Regions from separate parts of the Mus musculus genome. Here regions 2, 3, 4, 5, 6 and 7 are each linked to region 1. A link is a contact called in public Hi-C, HiChIP or PLAC-seq and promoter capture Hi-C data. All regions are on one chromosome and are shown on one strand. Each heading gives the region's core, a stretch centred on a gene start, on an enhancer-like site or on the middle of the called end of the contact. The rest is flanking DNA. Distances are from core to core; before and after follow the strand shown. Region 1 holds the start of Nars2 (asparaginyl-tRNA synthetase 2 (mitochondrial)(putative)). Region 2 has its middle 16 kb from the start of Alg8. Region 3 holds the start of Usp35 (ubiquitin specific peptidase 35). Region 4 holds the start of Kctd14 (potassium channel tetramerisation domain containing 14). Region 5 overlaps Gab2 (growth factor receptor bound protein 2-associated protein 2). Region 6 holds the start of Ndufc2 (NADH:ubiquinone oxidoreductase subunit C2). Region 7 holds the start of Thrsp (thyroid hormone responsive).

What was found. Promoter capture Hi-C pulls out the DNA fragments that hold promoters and counts their contacts. Hi-C and Micro-C count contacts between places; a contact is called where the count stands out from the background. HiChIP or PLAC-seq counts read pairs in DNA pulled down with a chosen protein or histone mark.
Region 2: an H3K27ac HiChIP or PLAC-seq map of bone marrow-derived dendritic cells shows a contact between it and region 1, with 6 times the contacts expected there. The contact joins the enhancer-like site here to the promoter of Nars2 in region 1. A contact is called at or near these places in 10 of 39 promoter capture datasets (the C10 cell line, the HPC-7 cell line, HPC-7-derived erythroid cells and 7 more), 1 of 15 datasets of contacts at CTCF or cohesin (large pre-B cells), 10 of 484 Hi-C or Micro-C datasets (the AML12 cell line, the G1E-ER4 cell line, the HPC-7 cell line and 7 more), 8 of 115 datasets of contacts at active chromatin or transcription factors (the 230-238 cell line, acute myeloid leukemia, bone marrow-derived dendritic cells and 5 more) and 3 of 9 other capture datasets (adipose tissue, liver and macrophages).
Region 3: a promoter capture Hi-C map of the HPC-7 cell line shows a contact between it and region 1. The contact joins the promoter of Usp35 here to the promoter of Nars2 in region 1. A contact is called at or near these places in 23 of 39 promoter capture datasets (the 3T3-L1 cell line, 3T3-L1-derived adipocytes, the C10 cell line and 15 more), 4 of 484 Hi-C or Micro-C datasets (CD4 T cells, bone marrow-derived macrophages, embryonic stem cells and 1 more), 17 of 115 datasets of contacts at active chromatin or transcription factors (the 230-238 cell line, the HPC-7 cell line, acute myeloid leukemia and 13 more) and 4 of 9 other capture datasets (adipose tissue, liver, macrophages and 1 more).
Region 4: a FOXA1 HiChIP or PLAC-seq map of pancreatic cancer cells shows a contact between it and region 1. The contact joins the promoter of Kctd14 here to the promoter of Nars2 in region 1. A contact is called at or near these places in 8 of 39 promoter capture datasets (the C10 cell line, the HPC-7 cell line, HPC-7-derived erythroid cells and 5 more), 1 of 115 datasets of contacts at active chromatin or transcription factors (pancreatic cancer cells) and 1 of 9 other capture datasets (liver).
Region 5: a contact with region 1 is called in a Hi-C map of bone marrow-derived macrophages, with 29 read pairs. The contact joins the enhancer-like site here to the promoter of Nars2 in region 1. A contact is called at or near these places in 27 of 39 promoter capture datasets (the 3T3-L1 cell line, 3T3-L1-derived adipocytes, the C10 cell line and 16 more), 1 of 15 datasets of contacts at CTCF or cohesin (large pre-B cells), 47 of 484 Hi-C or Micro-C datasets (B cells, the C3H10T1/2 cell line, CD4 T cells and 37 more), 25 of 115 datasets of contacts at active chromatin or transcription factors (the 230-238 cell line, the HPC-7 cell line, acute myeloid leukemia and 18 more) and 4 of 9 other capture datasets (adipose tissue, liver, macrophages and 1 more).
Region 6: a promoter capture Hi-C map of liver shows a contact between it and region 1, with 2.1 times the contacts expected there. The contact joins the promoter of Ndufc2 here to the promoter of Nars2 in region 1. A contact is called at or near these places in 10 of 39 promoter capture datasets (the C10 cell line, the HPC-7 cell line, HPC-7-derived erythroid cells and 6 more), 3 of 484 Hi-C or Micro-C datasets (bone marrow-derived macrophages, cortical neurons and erythroblasts), 4 of 115 datasets of contacts at active chromatin or transcription factors (bone marrow-derived macrophages, cardiomyocytes, extraembryonic endoderm stem cells and 1 more) and 3 of 9 other capture datasets (adipose tissue, liver and macrophages).
Region 7: an H3K27ac HiChIP or PLAC-seq map of cardiomyocytes shows a contact between it and region 1, with 5 times the contacts expected there. The contact joins the promoter of Thrsp here to the promoter of Nars2 in region 1. A contact is called at or near these places in 5 of 39 promoter capture datasets (the C10 cell line, HPC-7-derived erythroid cells, neutrophils and 1 more), 3 of 484 Hi-C or Micro-C datasets (the G1E-ER4 cell line, cortical neurons and erythroblasts), 4 of 115 datasets of contacts at active chromatin or transcription factors (astrocytes, bone marrow-derived macrophages, cardiomyocytes and 1 more) and 1 of 9 other capture datasets (adipose tissue).

What each region holds. Positions count from the first base shown.
Region 1 is chr7:96,949,924-96,952,871 of GRCm38.p6, forward strand. It overlaps Nars2 (asparaginyl-tRNA synthetase 2 (mitochondrial)(putative)), which reads left to right and starts at 1,604. Exons shown (of 14, transcript NM_153591.4): 1 at 1,604-2,021. The coding sequence starts at 1,881.
Region 2 is chr7:97,353,861-97,356,934 of GRCm38.p6, forward strand. No RefSeq gene overlaps it. Among named protein-coding and RNA genes, the nearest start is that of Alg8, 16 kb to the right of the region's middle. Within about 2 kb of position 1,456, at least 115 of the 459 cell types and tissues checked have an H3K27ac peak or open chromatin away from gene starts, as enhancers often do. A contact at or near this core is called in the AML12 cell line, the HPC-7 cell line, acute myeloid leukemia and 6 more, where this site is marked.
Region 3 is chr7:97,330,815-97,333,766 of GRCm38.p6, forward strand. It overlaps Usp35 (ubiquitin specific peptidase 35), which reads right to left and starts at 1,295. Exons shown (of 11, transcript NM_001177412.2): 1 at 1,023-1,295. Kctd21 (potassium channel tetramerisation domain containing 21) reads left to right here and starts at 1,509. Exons shown (of 2, transcript NM_001039039.3): 1 at 1,509-1,557.
Region 4 is chr7:97,449,925-97,452,679 of GRCm38.p6, forward strand. It overlaps Kctd14 (potassium channel tetramerisation domain containing 14), which reads left to right and starts at 1,410. Exons shown (of 3, transcript NM_001136235.1): 1 at 1,410-1,622. The coding sequence starts at 1,561.
Region 5 is chr7:97,296,401-97,299,495 of GRCm38.p6, forward strand. It overlaps Gab2 (growth factor receptor bound protein 2-associated protein 2), which reads left to right. Exons shown (of 10, transcript NM_010248.2): 4 at 2,428-3,002. Among named protein-coding and RNA genes, the nearest start is that of Usp35, 34 kb to the right of the region's middle. Within about 2 kb of position 1,296, at least 4 of the 459 cell types and tissues checked have an H3K27ac peak or open chromatin away from gene starts, as enhancers often do. A contact at or near this core is called in the G1E-ER4 cell line and bone marrow-derived macrophages, where this site is marked.
Region 6 is chr7:97,398,512-97,401,301 of GRCm38.p6, forward strand. It overlaps Ndufc2 (NADH:ubiquinone oxidoreductase subunit C2), which reads left to right and starts at 1,492. Exons shown (of 3, transcript NM_024220.2): 1 at 1,492-1,846. The coding sequence starts at 1,678.
Region 7 is chr7:97,416,059-97,419,044 of GRCm38.p6, forward strand. It overlaps Thrsp (thyroid hormone responsive), which reads right to left and starts at 1,492. Exons shown (of 2, transcript NM_009381.3): 1 at 974-1,492. The coding sequence starts at 1,445. The coding sequence ends at 993. Gm32945 (a long non-coding RNA gene) reads left to right here and starts at 2,595. Exons shown (of 3, transcript XR_378347.2): 1 at 2,595-2,986.

The DNA.
Region 1 (2,948 bases), core at 354-2,853:
TAAGAACATGGATGAAACAAGACTGTAAGTAACTTGGGGTATACGGCAAAAACTCTAAACTTCAGTTTCTTCTAAGCAAGAGTGACTGTGATGATGGAGTTAAGACGTGAGGAGTTCTTGGCAGGGAACAGCCACTCTGTGACACTCTACCTATCATTATGGCTGGCACGGTACAACATTCACGTTAGAAATGTCATTCCTGCTGCTATCGGGAAGGCGATGAATCTAAAGGCAGACGTGTGGATCCAAACACTGAAAGCAAATCAGAAGATAGAATTTAACACAGTAAAGGATAAACGGGAGCAGTTGGGTCTGAGCACAAAGCTTGCAGGCAGTGATCAGCTTTCACTACACACTTTAGATTACCCACTGCTAATTTCCCATTTTACCCACTGGGGTCCCTTTCCCTTGAGTTACTGAACAATGGTTCTCTGCTTAGTTTCCTAATTAACCCTTTGCCTTAAGTAGAGGAAGATAGTCTCCCTGAGACTTAGCAGAGCAAAGAGGAGGAAGAAAGATGAGACAGAAGAATTAACCTGAAGAGAAATTGAGCTTGCTGGTTGCTGGTTTCACTTTTTTTTTTGGGGGGGGTATCGAATATACTTTTATACTTTAAGATATAAGCTATCTCTACATATTTGGAAGGCTACAAGTTTTTGATTTTTCCTTTCTCAAGGTTCCAGAAGTGCCCCAAAGTATTTTTATTGGAGATATTTTCAAGTCTGTCCAGAGAAGAGTTTTACAATTCTTTCAGGCCATTTTCCTTCCCAGCAGATTTTCCTGTCCTCCTCTTACAGGAAAATTTCTGACATTCTCATCTGGAAAAATTCTAACCTTCCTCAAACTCAGCCTAATTATCTCTTTCTCTGGGTCGCCACTCCACTTACCACACACATATCTATGTGTGCTCTTGCTGGGTATAATGTGATGGTTTCTCTCGGTTTCTGTCTCACTGTCTCTTTGTCTGTCTCTGTGTCTCTATCTCTCCCTCTCTGTCTCTGTTCCCCAACCAACATCTTTTCATCATAAGCTCCTTGATGAACAGGACTATGTATGGTGTCTCATCGTGGCAACTTAATTAGTCCTTATTTTGACCTTTTCTTGTTTAACTAGATAAAAGCATTATCATGTGTCTCACTGAGTTACGAAAAAATATTTTTGTGTAAACTTAAAATGTAGCTGAATATATGCAAAGGCCATTTTTTTCTTTTCAAACAAATGCAAGTAAGAGAAAAGATTTGCCCATTCTGGCAGGCAAAGCTCCTTTTTAAGCAACGAATTGTTTGGCTACCACCCAACAGTGACTTCAGCAGGTACTACGTCTGGAGACTGACTTCCCAGAGCTCAGAACTCCTCTCCACCCCTAAGACTCTGCACAGACACTTGCCTTCTGCATCTGTCAATACTGCCCACAAGTATTCCTCAGTCTCCCTAGAGATGACCCAACAGTAGCTATTTCTGAGAAACCTGAGACAGCCCTTGCGCCTTAGCCCCGCCCACCTCAGCTCCTGCACCGCCCCTACCGGTGCGGCGCCTCACGAGCTCCCGGACACAATCACGCATGCTCAGACTCCACCCAGCGTGATGACGGAAGAGCGAGCACGGGGTGACGTAGCTCAGTTGCAACGTGCTTTAAGTCTGGGTCTGCACTCCGGTCCCATGTACGGTGTGACACTGACCGCTGTGTTCCGTGTAGTCGAACCTTCTGTGCTTTCGGGAGCGGGACGCGGAGGTGGGGTCCCGTGGGAACTGCTCGGGGCGCGGAGGGAAGAGCGACAGGAGCGCATGACGGCAGGACTGCGCGGCTGAAAAAGGCTGCTCTCGGGGACTGTGAGCCGGGACGTAGCCCGGCATCCCGTGGAACCCTGTCCGGTCTCGCCATGCTCGGGGCCCGGCGCCTGCTCGGCGCGCTGCGCCTCTGTTCCTCCGTTTCCTGCCCCAGGCCCCGCGCGTCTGCCAAAATGCGCGTGCGGGACGCCCTCAGGGTCCAGGACGCGAGAGGGGAGTGCGTAACGGTGCAGGTGGGTGTGTGGAAAGACTGCTGCCTGAGCTTGCTTGACTTGAGCTGTCTCCAGAGTCTACACTTCTGGGACCGCACTGTTATTTTTGCAAATCGTTCTGACGATCACAAGTGCAGCAGCTGAGTTTTCATGACACCTAGGGGTTTCTTGTAAACACTTTAATCATGCGGAAAAGTTGAAATGAACACTCCCTTATTTATTTATTTATTTATTTAGTTTTATAGTAATAACTTGGGATGCTTTGCCCTAGTTCCTTGAGAACAGAAATTCTGTCTTTCCTTTTTTCCTGTTCACCTGGCTGGCAGGAAATAGTGGTTCCAGGTGTGTCCAGCCTTTTGACATTGCAACATGAGGTCTCCACCTACCAAGTTCATACTTGAGTTACCGCCTCTACCCTCCAGTTAAAAAGTCTCAAAGTTTACGAGTCCGTGTTGGGCTGCATTCATAGCTATCCTCAGTTGCTCACTGCGGCTCATTGTACACAAGTTGGACACAGGAGAATCCATACCTTTTCAATTTCAGTCACTCAGGCTCCTGAGATTTCCATGTATTTAAACTAGGAGAAAGAGCAGAATGTTGTAGTTTGACAAGCTAAGGGCTGCAGTTGCCTTGGCTTAATTCGCTTGCCCTACTATGTAGCTTGTTACTTATAGGCATGTCACGACAGTGCCTCAGGCCCCAGTTTCTCTTATGAAAATGGAGATAATAGTCTATATTTTGGAGAGTTCTGAAAATTAAACGGGTTAATGAAGACAGGCTATTTAGAACAGAGGCCTCTCAGTCAGTGTTAGATGCTGTTATTTGTGACAGCTTTGAATAAATTCCTAAAAGCACAGAAAGAGTAAGACTGGTGCTTGGCTGTTTCCTCTTGAATTACTGAAATAAACTAATAGGTCTTACCCATATTCCTGATATCTGGCACTATGA
Region 2 (3,074 bases), core at 206-2,705, 400 kb after region 1:
CTTGCCCCCAAGTGACAATCCTTCCTTAGCATCCTAAGTGCTAGGACTACACACGTGGATCACCATATCCAATCTAAGGAAACTTGATAGTTACTGGGAATTGAACCCGGGGCTTTGTGCTTGCTAGGTAACCACTAGGTTTTATCCCTGACTACAAAAACCAAATCTCTCTTTATTTCATAAGAACCTATATCAGATACTTTTTATAGTCACGGAAAGCTGATTTAATGCATAGTTTTTCGATGGATACGTAATGTACCTCAATCTTAGACTTAATGGCCTCTAAAACTATGAGGGAAAAAGTTGTATCCTTTAGGGTCTGTTTCAGAGCCAGGATACTCACCAAACTATGTACAAAGCCCTAGGTCCTATCCTCAGCACTGAAACAAGGCTTTCTCCTATTGGTTATAAACCTTTCTGTTTATTATGTTCCCCCCACCCAAACTATGACATCTGCAAACTCTGCTAAACAACAAACATATCCCATAGATGTGATCTGTGAGATCATAAAACCCATATAGCCACATTTGGGAAGGCTGGTGGGAAAGAGAGGCGGGCTCCATGTAGCATGGACCTACCTCAAAAGCAGACTGGCCAGCCTGGTGATGCTTCCAGAGACATATCACCTCGCTCTTTACAACCAAATTTACCTCTCTGCCCTCATTTAACCTCTGAAGAGAAGCTGCTGTAGCTGCACCTGGTTTCATAGATGAAGACACTGGGGTGCAAGCAGGTGAAATGACTTGCCTGTGGTCACACTGAAGTACAGTGCCCTGCACATAATATGCTTTTAGCTAACATTACATTTAATTAAGTAGCATTTAAGTGGCCTAGTTGGGGGAAAAAAAATCTTCCTAGGAACTGATCAGACTGAGTCCCCTTTCAAAGTTATATCCATTCAACTGTGAAGCCAAGGACAGAATAGGATGCCCAGTGCCAAGGCTCACAATCAGACTTTCCTTTTGCAAATGACTTTGAGTGAATCTCTTCACTGTCCTGGGCCTGAAAGCTTCCTCAGCAAAATGCAACATAGCAGCTATTCTATCTACGAGCTAGAAGTCTTTTTCTAGCCAGAGCTGGATGGTAAGATCACCTTCCTACCATAGAAACATCCCAGCAGAGCTCAGAAAAAGCCATGTTTGGTTTCAGGCATCTGTCAGGCAGAGGACTGGACTCTTGTGTTTCCAGTCAGCCTTTCATCTTGTGTCATGAACGTGTAACCAAGATGCTAAGTTGATGAGCCATCATAAGACTATTTTACACTGTGTTTCCCAGTGTGGACTGGATTGCACTAAGTGCTATAGGGATAAGTGGCCAGGCAAAGTGAAGTCACTCAAAGAGTAGGTCACACCAGGAGCCCTCGAGAAGCTTTTGTGAGGGTGTGGCTCATGGTGTCGCTGCCTCCTTGACAGGAAGCCAGAGTAGACAAGCAACGCTCCCAGACCCAACTTTGCTGAGGAAGACAACAGGCTCATTTTTAATCAGCTGGTGACAGAAAGCAGAACCTTCAGGGACTTTCCAGAATGTCACATTTGTTGGCTACTTTTGGCACAGAATCAAAAACACTAAGTTGAAAGCAAGCTTGGGACAGGCCACTTAAGATGGAGAGGAAAGAGATCTGCTGTAAAAGTCCAACAGAGAAAGTTTGGATCCTGGCTCTGCCGCGCACCTTGAAACAGCAGCACTGTCCTGTTCAGTCTCGATGGCGGTGTGTAGAAATGGACATGAAAATGCCTGCAGTCGGGAAGATGACCAGCTGAGGCCAGCCTGTGCTGCCACAGAGAGTGCGACTGCCTCCTGCCTGCATTCTTTGTTTTTCTCTCCAGGCAGCTGTAGCCATGGGAGGTCCTCAGCTCGGTAAATTTCGCAAGGCCAGACTCCAGGGCCCCTGACGCCTCTCCTCTCTTACCCACTATGCTGTACATAAAAGCTTCTCTTCATACTTGGAAGCCTTTCTCCTTTCAACCCCTTGGTCAGTGAGTAGTAGCTCTGAAACAAGAACTCAAAGCCATAGGTTCATTTCCTAGGACCCACCAAAACTCAAGTGGGACATAAGCAGTGCTTAGATTTCCCTAACAGCCAGATTTGGATAGTTCTGCCAGTGATTGCCAGCCTGACCCTACACCTTCTACTCCTTTGCAGAAACCTGATATTGAATATCAGCCAGACTCTTAGGCTCCACCCAAATACCCACACCGCTCCTTCTTAAGTAGATCTTGCTGCCAAGAGCCAGAAAACTAGACATACTATCTCTCATCGATCAATACATATATTTGTCTCAAATTCCAGTATCAATAAAATCAGGATAAAACTTAACAATTAAGAGTCTAATTATCAGCTTCTATTCCTATGTGATAGAACATAAAATCAGCTTGTGTCTTGCCGTTGTCATAGGTGAAGTAAAATCCGTCGTGGCCTAGCTAAAACCCTCACTGTGAGTCTGTGCAGTTCCCTGCACTGTTTAGGCTCACTTCTTCCTGAGTTTACCATCTTATCGCCACCCATTCTCCCACCTAGGCCATGAAGCTGGCCATCAGCCAGCCAAGCAGAGAGGCCTTCAAAAAAATCAACCCTGCTGACACCTTGTTCAAGGGCCCCAAGACTCTGGAGAAATGAGGAAATCATCTGCCTTTGTTTAAGCTGTCCAGCCTTAATTACTTTGTCCTAGAAGCCCTGTGAGAGGAGAAGGAACTGGAAGGAGGCCAAGAGGGAGGGAGAATCTTGCACTCCCGTTTTCTGCGCTGCAAACCATGCCCAGGTCCCAGGACACAATGAGGCAGAGCAAGGGAAACCATACCTGGAGCTCCCATTGATACTCTAGAGGCTGCTAAAATCTGCATGCTTTCTGCTTTGCTTGAAAGATTTTTCTAGTTAGGCATGAGTCCTAGCACTTGGATCCCTGTGAGTTTGAGGCCAGCCTGATCTACATAGTGAGCTCCAGGATGGCCAGGGCTCCATAGAGAGACTCTGTCTTAAAAAGAAAAAATACATATAAATCCAGACAAGCCAGAAGAAAACTTCCTCTCCAACGGAAAGAGGAAGGAGGACCTGCTTGGTGAGTTCTGTCCAAGTTG
Region 3 (2,952 bases), core at 45-2,544, 380 kb after region 1:
CACAGAGGCCAAAGAAGACTCAGCCATTCCAGAAATGGCCCATACAAACAAGGCAGAAAAAACAATAAGAAACCCCAGCTCCTGGTTAGCCCCTGGATCTGCTGTTCCCAGATCTCCTCAAAGGGGAGGAGGGAGGGTCTGCAGGTCCCTGCCCTGCGTTGGGGAGGAGGGGGTTCATCTGCTGTCCTCTCAGCCCCTCACATTCATGCCCCCACACCCTGACTCCTATGGACGCCAGGGTTCACTCGGGTCTCTTGGCAGCAGAATGTGTTTTAACTCAGTGTCTTACCAAGGCAACCCTAGCATGGCACCCTTCCCCCTAGGAGGCCTCGACCAGCCCCAGGCTGGGTCCTGGAAAGACAGGAGTGAGGGCTTTGCTAGTGACAGGCAAGAACAACCCTGTTACTGAAGAGGAATTAGAGAGATGGAAGAGAAGATGAAGAGAAGTCCCCTCTGGGACTGTCCACACTCGCCCCTGATTACAGAGCCACCACTCACTAACCTCTGCTAACCCAGCCCCCACTCCCAGCCCAGACTTTCTCTGAGGGAGGACAGGCGCTTAAGCTTCAGTTCTGCAATCTGCAAGCGATGTCAAGGCCCCCGGACTCCAGGACAAAGATGATCAGACTGCCTCTGGATCCTCAGTGTCTACTCCAGTTGGGCCCCCTCTCTTCCTTCCTTACGCCTGTTTAGCCCAGACTGGGGGTTCTCCGCAAAAAGATTGCCAGGCGTCATGGTTCTAGTTGTGGCTGCTCTCAGGACTGAGAGGTACAGAAGCTGGAACTACTCAGTTGATGAAGGAGATGGTTAAGGCTCAGAGAGGGGCAGTTAGAAGGCCAAGGTCACACAGCAAAGGCCCAGAAGCACCTAGATCCCCCACCTTCCAATCTCGTGCTCTCAGAGTCCTAAAGATAAGTAAGGAGCACTCGAAATGTCAAGAGTGCAGACACTGCCCCCGCCCCCCGACATGAGCACTCAAACACCCAAAGCCCCCTTAACTCCTAGACTTCAGAGGGCCTTACCTTAGAACCCACTCCTGGGCGGGGCGCATGGGCCGGACTAGACTAGGCTGGGCCAGTCGAGGTCAGGGCGGGTCCTCCGCTCCCCTACCGAGGGGTCCCAGACCGCAGGGATGCTGCTGCTACTTTGTGATGTCCAACTCCACCCACCCCGCTCCGCACAACCCTAGATGGACCTGGGCAGTGCAACTGCGCGGTCTCAGAGCTGCGGGACGGAACTGGGAGAGGGGTGAGGTGCGGGGAAACGGGGCGGAGCCACAGCGGGGGTTACCCTGCGAGCTCCCAGTCGGGCCGCGTCCCCTTTAAGGCCAGCTGGTCCCAGTGCCGGCGGGGCGGGCCAGTAGGGGGCTGGCTCTCCGCGTAGCCTCCTGGGAGGTGGAGTCCGGGCCCGGCACGCGGCACAGGAAGGAACGCAGAGGGGACTACAAGTCCCGGCGGCCAGCGCGCGGCCCGGGACGACCCGCCCCTGCCCCAGCCCGGCCCACCCCCTAGCGAAGCTGCGCTGGCTGGAGGGGAGGCTGCCGAGCGAGGGCAGGAGGTGGGTGCGGTGCGCAGGGGTTTCGGGGAGGGCTCTGGACCCAGCGGACGCATACATGTCTTTCCGGGCACCTGTCCTGCCGTGAAAGGTCATCTGTCGCAGCCTCGCTGTTCTCATCTGTGAAATGGGGTAGCCCCGCCCGTGGCCGCGGGGGAGGGGCGCGTTTCGGGGTGAGGGGGTAGACCGAACCACCTGAGGGGCGGGGCTGGAGAAAGGGATGCGCTGTGGGAGGAGCCTTTGGTGGGTTAGGAAGAGGAGCCGAGTCTCTAGGTGAGAAGGGGACCTCTTGTTTGATCAGAAGGGACCGGTTCCAGAGCTGAGGAGTGGGTGCTGGGTTAGGTGGGCGAGCGCGAGGCGGACCACAGGGATGACAGGGACCCCTCCCAGCTCTAGTGAACCCAGGGCGTGTGGATGTACACAGCACCATTCTTTCCATGTGACTAGAAATAAAGAGCCCATCCCTGGAGCTCAGTGCGTCACACACATACTCATTCTACTCACATCCCGCCAAGGCCTCACCGTGATAACTGTTTCCAGTTGAGCAACACACCTGATAAGTGACTTGCCCCCAAAAGCCTTCAAAGACCCTGCCTTTCTCTGCCCACAGGGGAAACAGAGGTTTGGTCTGGGGTGACAGGAAAGAAGCAAGCATTGTGATGCCCCACCCATCCAAAGTTGTGCTCCAGGACCTGTGCCCTAGCACTTTCAATGCCCAGCTACAAGGCAACCCAATGCCCCACCCATCCAAAGTTGTGCTCCAGGACCTGTGCCCTAGCACTTTCAATGCCCAGCTACAAGGCAATCCAATGCCCCACCCATCCAAAGTTGTGCTCCAGGACCTGTGCCCTAGCACTTTCAATGCCCAGCTACAAGGCAACCCTTCTATGGTGTCTTCAGGCTGGAGCTATTTGAAAGCCCTTTGTTTACAGTTATCACTGTTGGGAGGAGTGGGAAGGCCACAGGAAGAGAAAGCTGAAAGGAGGTGTGGGTGCCTGAGGAAAACCACAAGATGAGCCAGGGTGGCTAGGGAAAGTTCTGCCTGCGGTTGAGGGATGGTGTTGGGACCATCTTCAACAAAGCATTTCTGTGCAAGCAAGGAAATGCCTCAGGTTGGGTGGTCTCTTCTTCCAGCCCACCCCCACCCCGCCCTGATGGGCACAAATCCCAGTGCCCCTTGTGTGAACTGAGGGGAGCAGCCTGTAGGCCTCTCAGAGATAGGACAGGGCAAGGTGGCCGTCAGCTGTTGGGTGTGAAAGGATGAAGGGGAAGTCTGCAGAGCTCTGGGCCAAAGCCCTATCCTGGAGATCACCCTGGGTAAGGCTGGGAAGCTGCTAGGTGATCGGCAGTCGTCACTCACTTGAACCCGGTGCTCTGTCCCTTCCCCTGCACAGTGGA
Region 4 (2,755 bases), core at 160-2,659, 500 kb after region 1:
GGTACAGCCCATAGTGGGCTGAGTTCTTCCACATCACTCATCAATAAAGAAAATCCCAGCAGGGCAGTGGTGTCGCACGCCTTTAATCCTAGCACTTGGGAGGCAGAGGCAGGCGGATTTCTGAGTTCAAGGCCAGCCTGGTCTACAGAGTGAATTCCCAGACAGCCAGGGCTACACAGAGAATGCCGATAAATGCAGATACAAACTTGCACGAGGATGGTTTGCTATACTCGTTATGGTTTTCACCAGCAGATCCCCACTACATGACTGCTGTAATACTATTCTATTTTTCTTTTTATTATTTTTAACTGTGCGTGTTTATGGAGCAGCATGTATATGTGTATGTACATGTGCATGTGTATGTATGTGTGTAGAGGCTAGAAGACAACTCAGGTGTCATCCTGTCTGTCTTTACACAGGGTCTCTTCTTGGTCTGGAGTTCATCAATTAGACTAGACTGGCAGGCAGGCAGGCCCCAGGGATCCTTCTGTATCTATTTCCCCAGCTCTGGGATTACAAATTGTACCACTATACTGAGTTGTTGATTTTGGCTTTTGCTGTCTTGTATTGTCTTGTTTGTTTATTGTTTGCTTGTTTGGTTTTGTTTTGTTTCTGTTTTTCTTTTGAGATAGGATCTGGCTGGCCTGGAACTCGTTATGCAGAATAGGCTGGCTTCTGTCTCATAGGGATCCCCTGCCTCTACCTCCTTGGTGTTGGGATTAAAGGCATGCACCACCACACTCAGCCATAGTGAGTATTTTTAATGGCTCTACTGAGACACCTCTCCAGGCTTACTTTTTTCTTGTCTCTTTCTTCTCGTGTTGTTGGGAACAAGCAAAAGAAATTTATTTTAAGTACTACCATTTCACTTTCAGACTCTTTTAATCAAAGGGAGAAAAATAAATTCAAGGTCCCAGGCCTTAGGGCAGCTGGGGACTTCCCAATGGCTGAACATCTTCTGTTATACACAGTTGTCTGAGTCCACACATCTCAGGGACAACCTGTCCATCTTGCTGGCAGGTCAAACAAGTTCATGCTCCCAGGCCTAGGAATGAACACCTATCCCACTTCTGTTTTCTCAATTGTCTATTACCTGGTAAAGAATACAGAAAGTGCATACATTCTATAACTGCATAAACAATTGCCTGTTCTGCCCTAATTGACTACGTGCAGCCAAGCAGCTCCTTTTCCCTTATCAGTCTGGGCTCCGGACCTAATGTTTAGGAGAGTGAATCAAGGACCTTGAAGCCAGGTGCTTGGATGCAGCCCAGTCTCTGATGGCTACTCCCTTGTTTAACCCACAATGTCACACACAACTAGATAACACTGCACCCCCCCCCAGCCCCCATTTGCTTTGTGTTCCCATCCTTTAAAGATGGTGTACAATCCCTCTTCTCAGACATGTTTCAGATCCAGAACTGGCCACCTCCTTGAGTGCTCAGAAAACAAAGCTTTCATTTTTAAGCTTCCATATCTGAAATGAGTTTTCTCAACTTTTACCCTGAACCCAACAGTGTATCCCAAGCTGGCCTAAAATTTGCTATGTAGCCAAGAATAAGGATGATGTTGAACTCTGACTATCTTCTCTTCCTGCCTCTACCTCCCAAGTGCTGGAATTACAGGTATGTGTGCATGTGGGGTGTGCATGTGCCTGTGGGTGGGTGGATGGGGCTAAAAGAGGGCATCAGCTTCCCTGGAGCTGGAGTTAGCAGGTAGTTGTGAAGATCCTGATGTGAGCGCTGGGAACCAGACTCTCCTCCTCTGAAAGAGCAGCAAGCACTCTTAACTGCTGAGCCATATCTCCAGCCCCCATCTCTCTTTTTAACACATAACATTGCATGGCACAGACAGACTGTGATTTAGTCAACTGTTAACTATCTAATTTTGCTAACACAAACAGATCAGTGGCAAATACATTCACCCACATACCCTTCAGAACGGTGCTTTTTGTTATCTCTGTCGGATGGAGTCCCAAAAGTAGGGTTCTTTCCCCCACCCCTTTGGTAGAGATGGCCAATTAATGTCTAAAGGTCACAGCAGTTCATATTCCAATCAGCAAGGTTTGAGCACCTGTTTTCCTTCATCCCCACAAGTTCAGGCATTTTGTTCTTCTATTTTCCAATTTTCTTGCCTAAGAATAGTATACATATACACCGTTGCTCCTTCAAGGGCGTTTCCTGAGTTCCTTCTCAACTGCACTTATGATTTATTTCGGCTACTTGAGCTTTTCATTTTTGTGGGTCTATTTGACTTTTAAAAATCTCCGTGGTCTTTTTAAAAATTCGTACGTCCTTGTTCTTTACTCATGTCTAAGTCACTCTTTGGTTTTTGTTTTGTAGCTGTGTGGATGGGACTCCGGGCCTGGTGCACGCTAGGCAAGCGCTCCACCACTTAGCCGTGCCTGCAGCCCAGTGTGCTCAGGTTTTAGATGCTTGCTTTTATTTGTTTAATGACATTAAGTAAGCTCCCACTGTATCCCAACAGTCTCAGCACTAAGGGGCCCCCACAGGTTTCTGTTGACTTTTCCCCCTCTGCCTTGTTTCCTTTTGTGCTTTGTGGTTTTGAGCTGTGGGTTTGTTTGATGAACTGCTTGCTATCTGTGTACATTCTTTGAAACTTGGTTTAATTATACTTCCATTCAGGGAAGGTTTTGTTGTCCCCTTCTTTCCTTCCTTTCCTCTTTCCTAGTGGGGTGCCTGTATGTGTGTGTTTTGCTGGGGGTCAAACCCAGATGTCATACATCCTAAGGGAGTGT
Region 5 (3,095 bases), core at 46-2,545, 350 kb after region 1:
AAGGAAGGTGTCTTCCTTAGGGTTTTACTGCTGTGAACAGACACCATGACCAAGGCAAGTCTTATAAAAAGCAACATTTACTTGGGACTGGCTTACAGGTTCAGAGGTTCAGTCCATTATCATCAAGGTGGGAACATGGCAGTATCCAGGCAGGCATGGAACAGGCAGAGCTGAGAATTCTACATCTTCATCCAAAGGCTGCTAGTAGAAGACTGACTTCCAGGCAACTAGGGTGAGGGTCTTAAGCCCACACCCACAGTGACAGACCTACTCCAACCAGGTCACACCTATTCCAACAAGGCCACACCTCCAAATGGTGCCACTCCCTGGTCCAAGAATTTACAAACCATCACAGAAGGTGACTGGTGCATTCTGGAAAATGTTCATTTTTACTGCAGAACAACACACCTAGGAGGTTCTGCCACTGCTGGGGCGTCTTCCTGAACTGCAATCTTTATATAGCTAAATCCCACTAACCCCACTTTTTAAATTAACAGATACTATTGTATGATTTTATTACAATACTAGCTTCTGGTAGCCTCATTATGCTCTGTTCCTATGAGATTGGTAATTTGGATTCTATGTGCATGAGATGCAGTATCTGTGTTTCTGTCTGCCTTGCCTTCCAGCATGCTTCCTCCAGCCTGAGCAGCATGGAGAGCCTTAAAGTTGCCAAGTTGTTTTAAACATCTTTGGCCCCAAACTGAAATGCCTTTATTTTGTTTTGCTGTTCTTTTTTCTCGACTCACTCAGATGTGATGTCTGTGAAAAGGCCTTTCTAACATGACCCCACCAGGAAAGGTTAATATGTGGCCACTGACAGACTCATACTTGACTGTGGTAATTTGCAGGGATGGCATCTCCTGTGATTTCTAAGCACACAACACCTCTGTATCCATTGTGTCTAGCCTAGATGGGGAGGAAGACATCAACAAGTATTTGTCGAATGAAAAAATCAGATTAAGACATCTAATGAGAATTGGAAATTCAAAAACAATAATAAGATAAAACATACCAAGGACAAATATGAACACTCTGTACCTGCCATTGATTCTCCTGCCTCAGCTGTGATGTTTATCTATCCTGGGCCTTAGCTCTTGGCTTGGTTATGTGAATGGAAGTGACTGGAAAGGGAGAACAAACACAAAAACCTAGGTAGAGGGGCTGGTAAATTTGGGGGGACTGAATATTAGGACCACCAGTGGCCCATGTTAAGGGGAACCTGGCCAGCATACTTGGTTCCATTCATCTGTTTAAACTTCTAGGCACTGTTCTCTACTACCACCTGGTGGCCACATCTATAAATAGCAAGTTCCTCGCGAGGGAGCTAAGGGAAAGCAGATGATGATCCACCAGTGGTTCTCAGTTCAAACATCACCCAGGAGAACACAGAGGTGTGAGTGTGAACCTGCACCTTATTCTGGTAAAGTCTCCAAGAGCTTACTAGGTTTCTGAAGATACCTCTGGTCTACAAAAGACAGAACTACTGCTGAGGGTTGATTCCCTTGTCTCCCGCTCAGATGAAATCCTCCGAAGGATCATCAGAGACAGAAAGCAGGCCTGGTTCCCTGCTACTCATCCTCCAGCTTAACACAGTACTTATGCAGAACCCAGTTTAACAACCACTCTTGTGAAATGGAAGGCTTACAGAGCCTCTGACCCAGGTTGTAACTAAGACTAGGTCTCGTACCTAGGAGAACATCATGCTGATGTTCACAGGTAGCAATGCTAGGACTAAGTATAAACTTCCCTTCACTGTTACTGTCGTTAAAGGTGGCCTTGCTTCCCAGTACCATCATTTAAAATGAATAAAAGCAATACCATTTTCTACCCTACTAGAGTTCTCAAATGGAAGTCATTTTACCAACAGTTTTAGATTTCTGGAGAGAACCAGATTCTTCTCAACAAACCATGATTCCTGGTAGAAGATAAAGCCTATAGCTTAAATTTAAATTGGTTCTTTAAAATACAAGCACCAGTGCCCACGAGCGGACTTTAAAGAGAAAAAACTAAAACTCAGATTTTCTGTTTTCTCCCACAACTTGCCATATGTGTGCTCTTTGGTCATTCAGAGAGTGAGCAGGTTATCAGTATGACTGTTTATTTGCATCTCTGGGGCCCAGGAATGACCATATTCTCTGCTAGGAACAGCCACAGAGAAGTCCAGGGGCTCAAAAAGGTTAACATTGCTGGAGCATACACCTGCTAAATACACTAGAGTTGACTTCCTAAAGAATCTTCAGATGATTTGAATTACTATTTTGGAGATGCCTAAAGTAAAAGTCCTAAGATTACACAGTTAATATGTGGTAGGGACTAGGAAGAACTGGGGTCTGCCTGACTCCTCAGTATTCCCACAACAACGAGCTGCGTGCATTGAACATCCTCTGTCCTCTTCTCACTGTCCCCTTCTTGTCTCTCCTTTAGGAGTGCCAGCTTCTCTCAGGGCACCCGGCAGAAGAGTGATACAGCTGTGCAAAAACTTGCCCAGAGCAATGGACACTGTATCAACGGCGTCGGAGGTCAAGTCCATGGCTTCTATAGCCTTCCCAAGCCAAGCCGACACAATACAGAATTCAAAGACAGTACTTATGATCTCCCACGGAGCCTGGCTTCCCATGGCCACACCAAGAGCAGCCTCACAGGGTCTGAGACTGATAACGAGGATGTGTACACCTTCAAGATGCCCAGCAACACCCTGTGTCGGGAACTTGGAGACCTCCTTGTGGACAATATGGATGTCCCAACCACTCCTCTCTCAGCCTACCAGATCCCTAGAACTTTCACACTGGACAAGAACCACAATGCCATGACAGTGGCCACTCCTGGAGATTCAGCCATAGCTCCCCCACCCCGGCCACCCAAGCCAAGTCAGGCAGAAACACCTCAATGGGGCAGCATTCAGCAAAGACCTCCAATCAGCGAAAATAGCAGATCTGTAGCTGCTACTATCCCCAGGCGCAATACCCTCCCTGCAATGGACAACAGCCGACTCCATCGAGGTCAGTGTAATCTGGAGCTGAGACCAGAGGGCCAGGGAGGTGGGCCAGGCATTCTCAGTATATTGCTAGCCCATGGTCACCCCTAAGCCAAGG
Region 6 (2,790 bases), core at 242-2,741, 450 kb after region 1:
TGAAATGTAAATAAATAAAATATCCAATAGAAAAAGAAAAGTAAAGAAAAGAAAAGTAAAGTAAAGAGTCCTCTTGGTGGAGTGGAGGTAACTAGAGTGGTATAGGACTATATTCCCAGCACTGGGAGTGGGGGTGGGGTGGGGTGCAGGACACTTACCATTAGTTTGAAGCTATCTTGGACTAAGTAGCAAATTTCAGGTCAGTTAGTGCTACACAGAGATATGGAAAGACCCCACCCCAGCCTTTGTTAGGCAGAAGGTAGAGGTGAGCAGTGGAGGTGTGGAGTCTCACTCTCACGGCGGGGCACTAAAGGAGACTCTGGCCCTGGTTCTTATAAATTCCCTTCCTCCTTCCAAGAAAGGATAATTAGCTAGTGGGCTCTGATAATTACCTGATGAAAAACCTTGAGCAAATCTCAAAAAGAAATAAATAACTTCCAGTTCAGACCAGTGTTGGACAAAGATACAGGGAAAAGAAAACCATTTCAACTTGCTAATTACATGGTAAAGTTAGGTAGATTCCCAGACCGTATAAATAGTCTCCCTTTCTCTTACTCAACCCCGGTCTGCGCAAGCTGATGCAACTGTATTGCTTTTATGTATTGTCTGTCTGTTTCATCTATTTTAGGCAGGGACTTGTGTACCCAAGAATGACATACTGCTTGCCAACTGCTAGGATTACAGGCACCACTACGATTTTAAGAGAGATTTGCTCACATGCTCCATTGCTTTTATCTGTGTGTCTCACTGGATTTTCCTCAAAGAGTACAAGTATTGAGGAATATCCCCGCACTCGACTCTTAGCTGGTATTTAGTACTCCTGTCTTAGAAGCATATACATTTTCAGTATCAGGAAGGGCTTTCCAAAGGGAGATGTTCAAGTACGGAAAGTCCTTTATTTTAGGTGAGCGGAAAGAGACTAGGCAATCGCTTGATAGAACTTTAGGAATTCCTTCTTTCACTCCTTAATCCGTTGGGGAACACTTCTCTCAGCCACGTACATAGACCTGAAGGCCTAGGGGGAACCATTTTAGCAGACTATCGCCAGAACTGAATCTCAAGGTTAGGGTAAATGATTCGCTCCTGACCTCCGAATACCCTGGTGCTGACCTTACCTTCATTTTAGGCTTTGGGGGTGGGGGAAGTAACTGCAAACGAACTGCTGGAACCCCAGAAAGCTTGCTTTTATAGGCTTTAGATAAATGAACTAGCCATTATGACCACTTGTAGATGTTGATTTTTGGATGCTAAGATAATGTTTTCTGAAGAGCCATAGGCCTGGGGGCAAGTAAGTGAGAGACAATTTCGATTGTGGTAACTGGACTACATACATACATACATACATACATACATACATACATACCAATGTTTCCTAGCCTTTGCCCACTGTGGGTTATTTATTATAACCCCCCCCCACACACACACACACACACACACACACACTACAATGTCAGCGCAAGCCTTCACGCGTTGTGGGCCACTTAGAAGCCCGGAACCTCGCGTGCAGAGGTTGCTAAGGCTGAGCGCACAGGGAAGCTTTTGGGTGCTGCACCGCCGTACGCAATGCCCTTCAGCCTAGAGCGCGGAGGAGGACGGTAGCTCGGTCACGGCGTTTGGAGTCGTTGTTTTTCCTATAGTTGGAGTCGAGGTCAAACCTCTCGTGGAACCTGCCTCAAGATGATGAACGGCCGGCCGGGCCATGAGCCCTTAAAATTCTTGCCGGACGAGGCCCGGAGCCTGCCCCCGCCCAAGCTGAACGACCCGCGGCTTGTCTACATGGGCTTGTTGGGCTACTGCACGGGCCTGATGGACAACATGCTGCGGATGCGACCGGTGATGAGAGCAGGTGAGGGCTGCGGGCGATCCCGCTCGGACGAGGAGCTGCAGGGTTGCCCGCTGAGGTCATCTGTGCTCTACGAGGCCTTCCTGCCTAGCTGGGGGCGCCTGGCTCTCCCAGGGCGTGCATCCCCTCTCGGGTTCTCAGCGCCAAGAGTAGCCACATTGAAGAAAACCAAGTGCAGTGCAATGGGGACTTCTAAACCCCACGGTTAAGTCTGCGAAGGACTCAAGAAGGGCTCCTCACAGTTCGCGTTGTACTTCGTGCTAAACGGTTGCCCAGCCCATTTCTCTCAGACGTGAGAAAGTATTGTACTGACGAGAGCACGAGACCCAAGCAGAGTTAAAGCACCTTGCCCACGGTCTAGTTAAAGAGAGGAGCTTGTGTTGTGTTGGTGTGTGCTTAGAACCAGAGCTTCTCAGAGTTGGAGTGCATAGAAATAATATACAGTTAAAATATTGGTTTGATTCATAAGGTCTGGGGAGAGGACTAATGTGGACAAAACTCCAGACGCTACTACTGCCCTTATTCTGGAATAGGAGACTGTCAATAAACTAGCAAGCTGTATATTCTAGTTTGTCACTGGCTTCTGGTCACGATTGAGAATAGCTTAGCTTACACAATGTAGCTGTGCTAAGAACTGTAGAATTCCAAAGATACATGTAGAAGCAAACTAACTGTCTTTGTTATAGTTATTCTTTATATGGGGGGGGGGGTAGAGGGGAGATAACAACCTGAATTAGTTCTCTCTCCAATACCGTGTCAGCCCTGGGGATTGAACTCCCCAAGTCAGACTTGGTGGCAAATGTCTTTATCATGTCACTAGATGTGAACTTAACTTTGAATATCAAGCAAGAGTTAAAAGAACTTCGTATGTCTGGGGGTGGGGGTGGGGTGTGCAAGGCGTTCTGAAAGTGGGTGAATTTGATTACTTAGCTGCAAGATTACAGTGA
Region 7 (2,986 bases), core at 242-2,741, 470 kb after region 1:
TGGACAATTAGTGAGACTCCATTTCCAAAACATAAATAACCAAAATCTAAAAAAGCTCTCATCTTTGTAGGTTTATTCAGAACTTTTGCAGCAACTGAGGCAATGCTGGCATTTAGTGTGCAAAGGAGATCTATGGCAGCAGTGGCCTTAAGGTTTGGGAGTGGCGCATGCCCTGGAGTTAGAGTGTATGTATCTCAACTCTGGGGACAGCCCATGCTATAATCAGATTTTTTTTTTTAAGTTAACATAAAAGCTGGGCATGGTGTGCATGTCTTTAATGCTGGTACTCTGGAACCTGAGGCAGAAGAATCTCTACGTTTCCAGGTCAGGCAGGGCTTTATAGAGAGACCCTATTAAAAAATAAAAAGGAGAAAGGAAGCCGGGGAAGAGTAGCTATGACTGAGTCTGGGGTGGTGAGATAGCTCAGCAGGTGGAGTTCATCTTCCCGAGCCTGGAGATCTGCGCTTCATCCCTGGAACCCACATTAAAGCCAGAGGGAGAGAACTGACCCCACAGATCCATCCTCTGACCTCTGCAGACACCCCAGAGCACGCCATGTATGCCCCAAATGGCTCAGCAGATGAAGATGCCTGCCAGCAAGTCTGATGATCAGAGTTCAACCCCTCAGACCCATATGTTGTCTGTCCTCTGACCTCCACATACATGCACCCCCACTCCAAACACACACACACACACACACACACACACACACACACACACACACACACACACTCAGGAGGGATGTGTTCAGAGACTACAGTTCTGTCCTCTGTAGGAGGTCACGGTCATTTCTTCTCAATACTGGGTGAGAAGGCTGAGAAGTTAGGCTCAGTTCTGGGCCTTCCCAAGTGATAGTCCCAATACCCTGATGTGAGGGCTCACTTGGCCTCCTTCTACTAAGCTAAACCGCCATTTATCTCCTCCCTCAGAACACCCTTTATGGAGTATAACCCACTAGCACGGCCACCATTACCTTCAGAAGAGTCAAAGACCTACAGAACCTGCCCTGTCATTTCCTGGTATTTCCGCGTCACCTCCTGTGCTTTCCGGGTCAGGTGGGTAAGGATGTGATGGAGGCTGCAGAAGTGCAGGTGGAACTGGGCTTCTAGGTCCAGCTCCTCCGAGATCCTGTCTTCTTCGGCCTCCTCCGTTTCAGCAGCGTCGTTCTCAGCCTCGCTGGTTTCGTTGCCAGCCACCTTGGCCTGCCATTCCTCCCTTGGCAGCAGCCCGTGGTCCACTTCTACACAGATGCTCTTGAGCATGGTGAAGTAGGTATAGAGATCAGGGGCTCCGTCCTGGACCGAGCCCCCAGGCCCACTCAGCTGCACATCCCTCAGAAGGCTGGGGATCATCACCACCTGCTCCATGTTCCGCACCACCGCGGAGTACCGATCCATGACTGTCAGCAGGCAGTTCTTGGGATAGCGTTTCGTTAGCACTTGCATGGTTGCTTCCTTCCTCAGAGTCCGGCAGACTGCCCCAGCGCTATTTCTAGGCTTTTGAGCAGACAGCAAATTGACAGGATGCCAAAGCCCAACCATTGGAGCAACACAGCCCTGTTTTGAGCCAATCCCAGCGTTTGGTCCCCAGTGTCTGTATCAGGTGATCCATCTACCCAGGGACAAACCTGCCAGGCTTCTGCTTGTCATGACTGCTTCAGCAGGAGGCCAACTCTTCCTTCAGCAGCTCGCCCAGCCAGCTAGAGGAAAGCTGTGTCCCCTTGGCACCTAGTACACTTGACTGCAGGCAATCAATAGTTCTTTTAGGTTACCCGAAATCACATTACCTCGATGCTGCCTGCTTCCCTCCTAACGCACACAGCTCACTTCTTCAATCTGGGTACCTGGCTGTGAAATGAACAGAGGAACAGTATCCTGAACTGGAACAGCTCTGTACAGGACAAAGAGCCCCGAAGCCAGGGCTGGAAGTCCAGTCATAATGGGTATTGTCATGTTCAAGTCCCAACAGTCCTTTTTACAGGAGTACCTTTCCATCAAGCAATCTGAGAACAGAACTGTTGGCGGGACACAGTAGCCTAGGATAACCTATAACAGCCAGTAAAGACTTGGCATCAAATTGTTTCCTAAATTAAATTGGAAAAGAGCATTCAAAATGGACTATTCAAAATCGATATGTTAAAGAATCTTCCAGCTGTGATGCCAACACACTCAGGAGGCTGAGGCAGTGGGACTACCACCATTTGGAGGCCAACCTGGTCTTCATAATGAGTTCCAAGCCAGCCTAGGTTACAAAGTAAAATGTCTCAGAGAAAACCAAAACTAAAACCAAAATCAATTAAGGCGCCAGAAGATGTAGCTCAGTGGTGGGTGGGATTCACAACATGTAAGGGGCTCTGTACTTGATCTCATCAAAATAAATAGATAAATAAATAAATAAATAAATAAATAAATAAATAAGGTTTTTGGCTGGTTGTTTTTTTAAATATCTTATTTTATATATGTGAATGTTTTGCCTGTCTGTATGTCTGTGCACCTCGTGTGCCTGGTGCCTGCAGAGATCAGGAAAGGGGAAGGGAGTTTACAGATGTTTCAAGATACCATGTGGGTGCAGGTCCTATGAGAGAGCAAAAAGTGCCCTTTTAATTGGTGTTCTATTGATCCATTGCTAGCCCTGTATCATGGTTTCTTACATTTTCTGGGGAGAGATTCTTCCAGGGCTGACTCTGCGCAGTGCATCCAGCCCAAGGCCATGAGGCAGGAGGATGCCACTCACAAACCGAGAGGTTTGGAAATCTCCAGAGGAAGTCCTTTCCAGCCCTGGTTATGTAACTCCCTTTGAATCCACACTCAAGCCCCTAAGGGCATTACTCTCTGCCTTAGTGCCCAAGCCTAGGGCCACCAAGTGAGAACTGGCAAACAAAGTGTTCTGCTGCGGTCAGGTCTGGGAGGGCTGACTCCAGCGTGCCATGGACAATAGCCAGAAAGGCCCCGGAGCCTCTGCAACAGCTGCCTGCTGCCTCTGACCC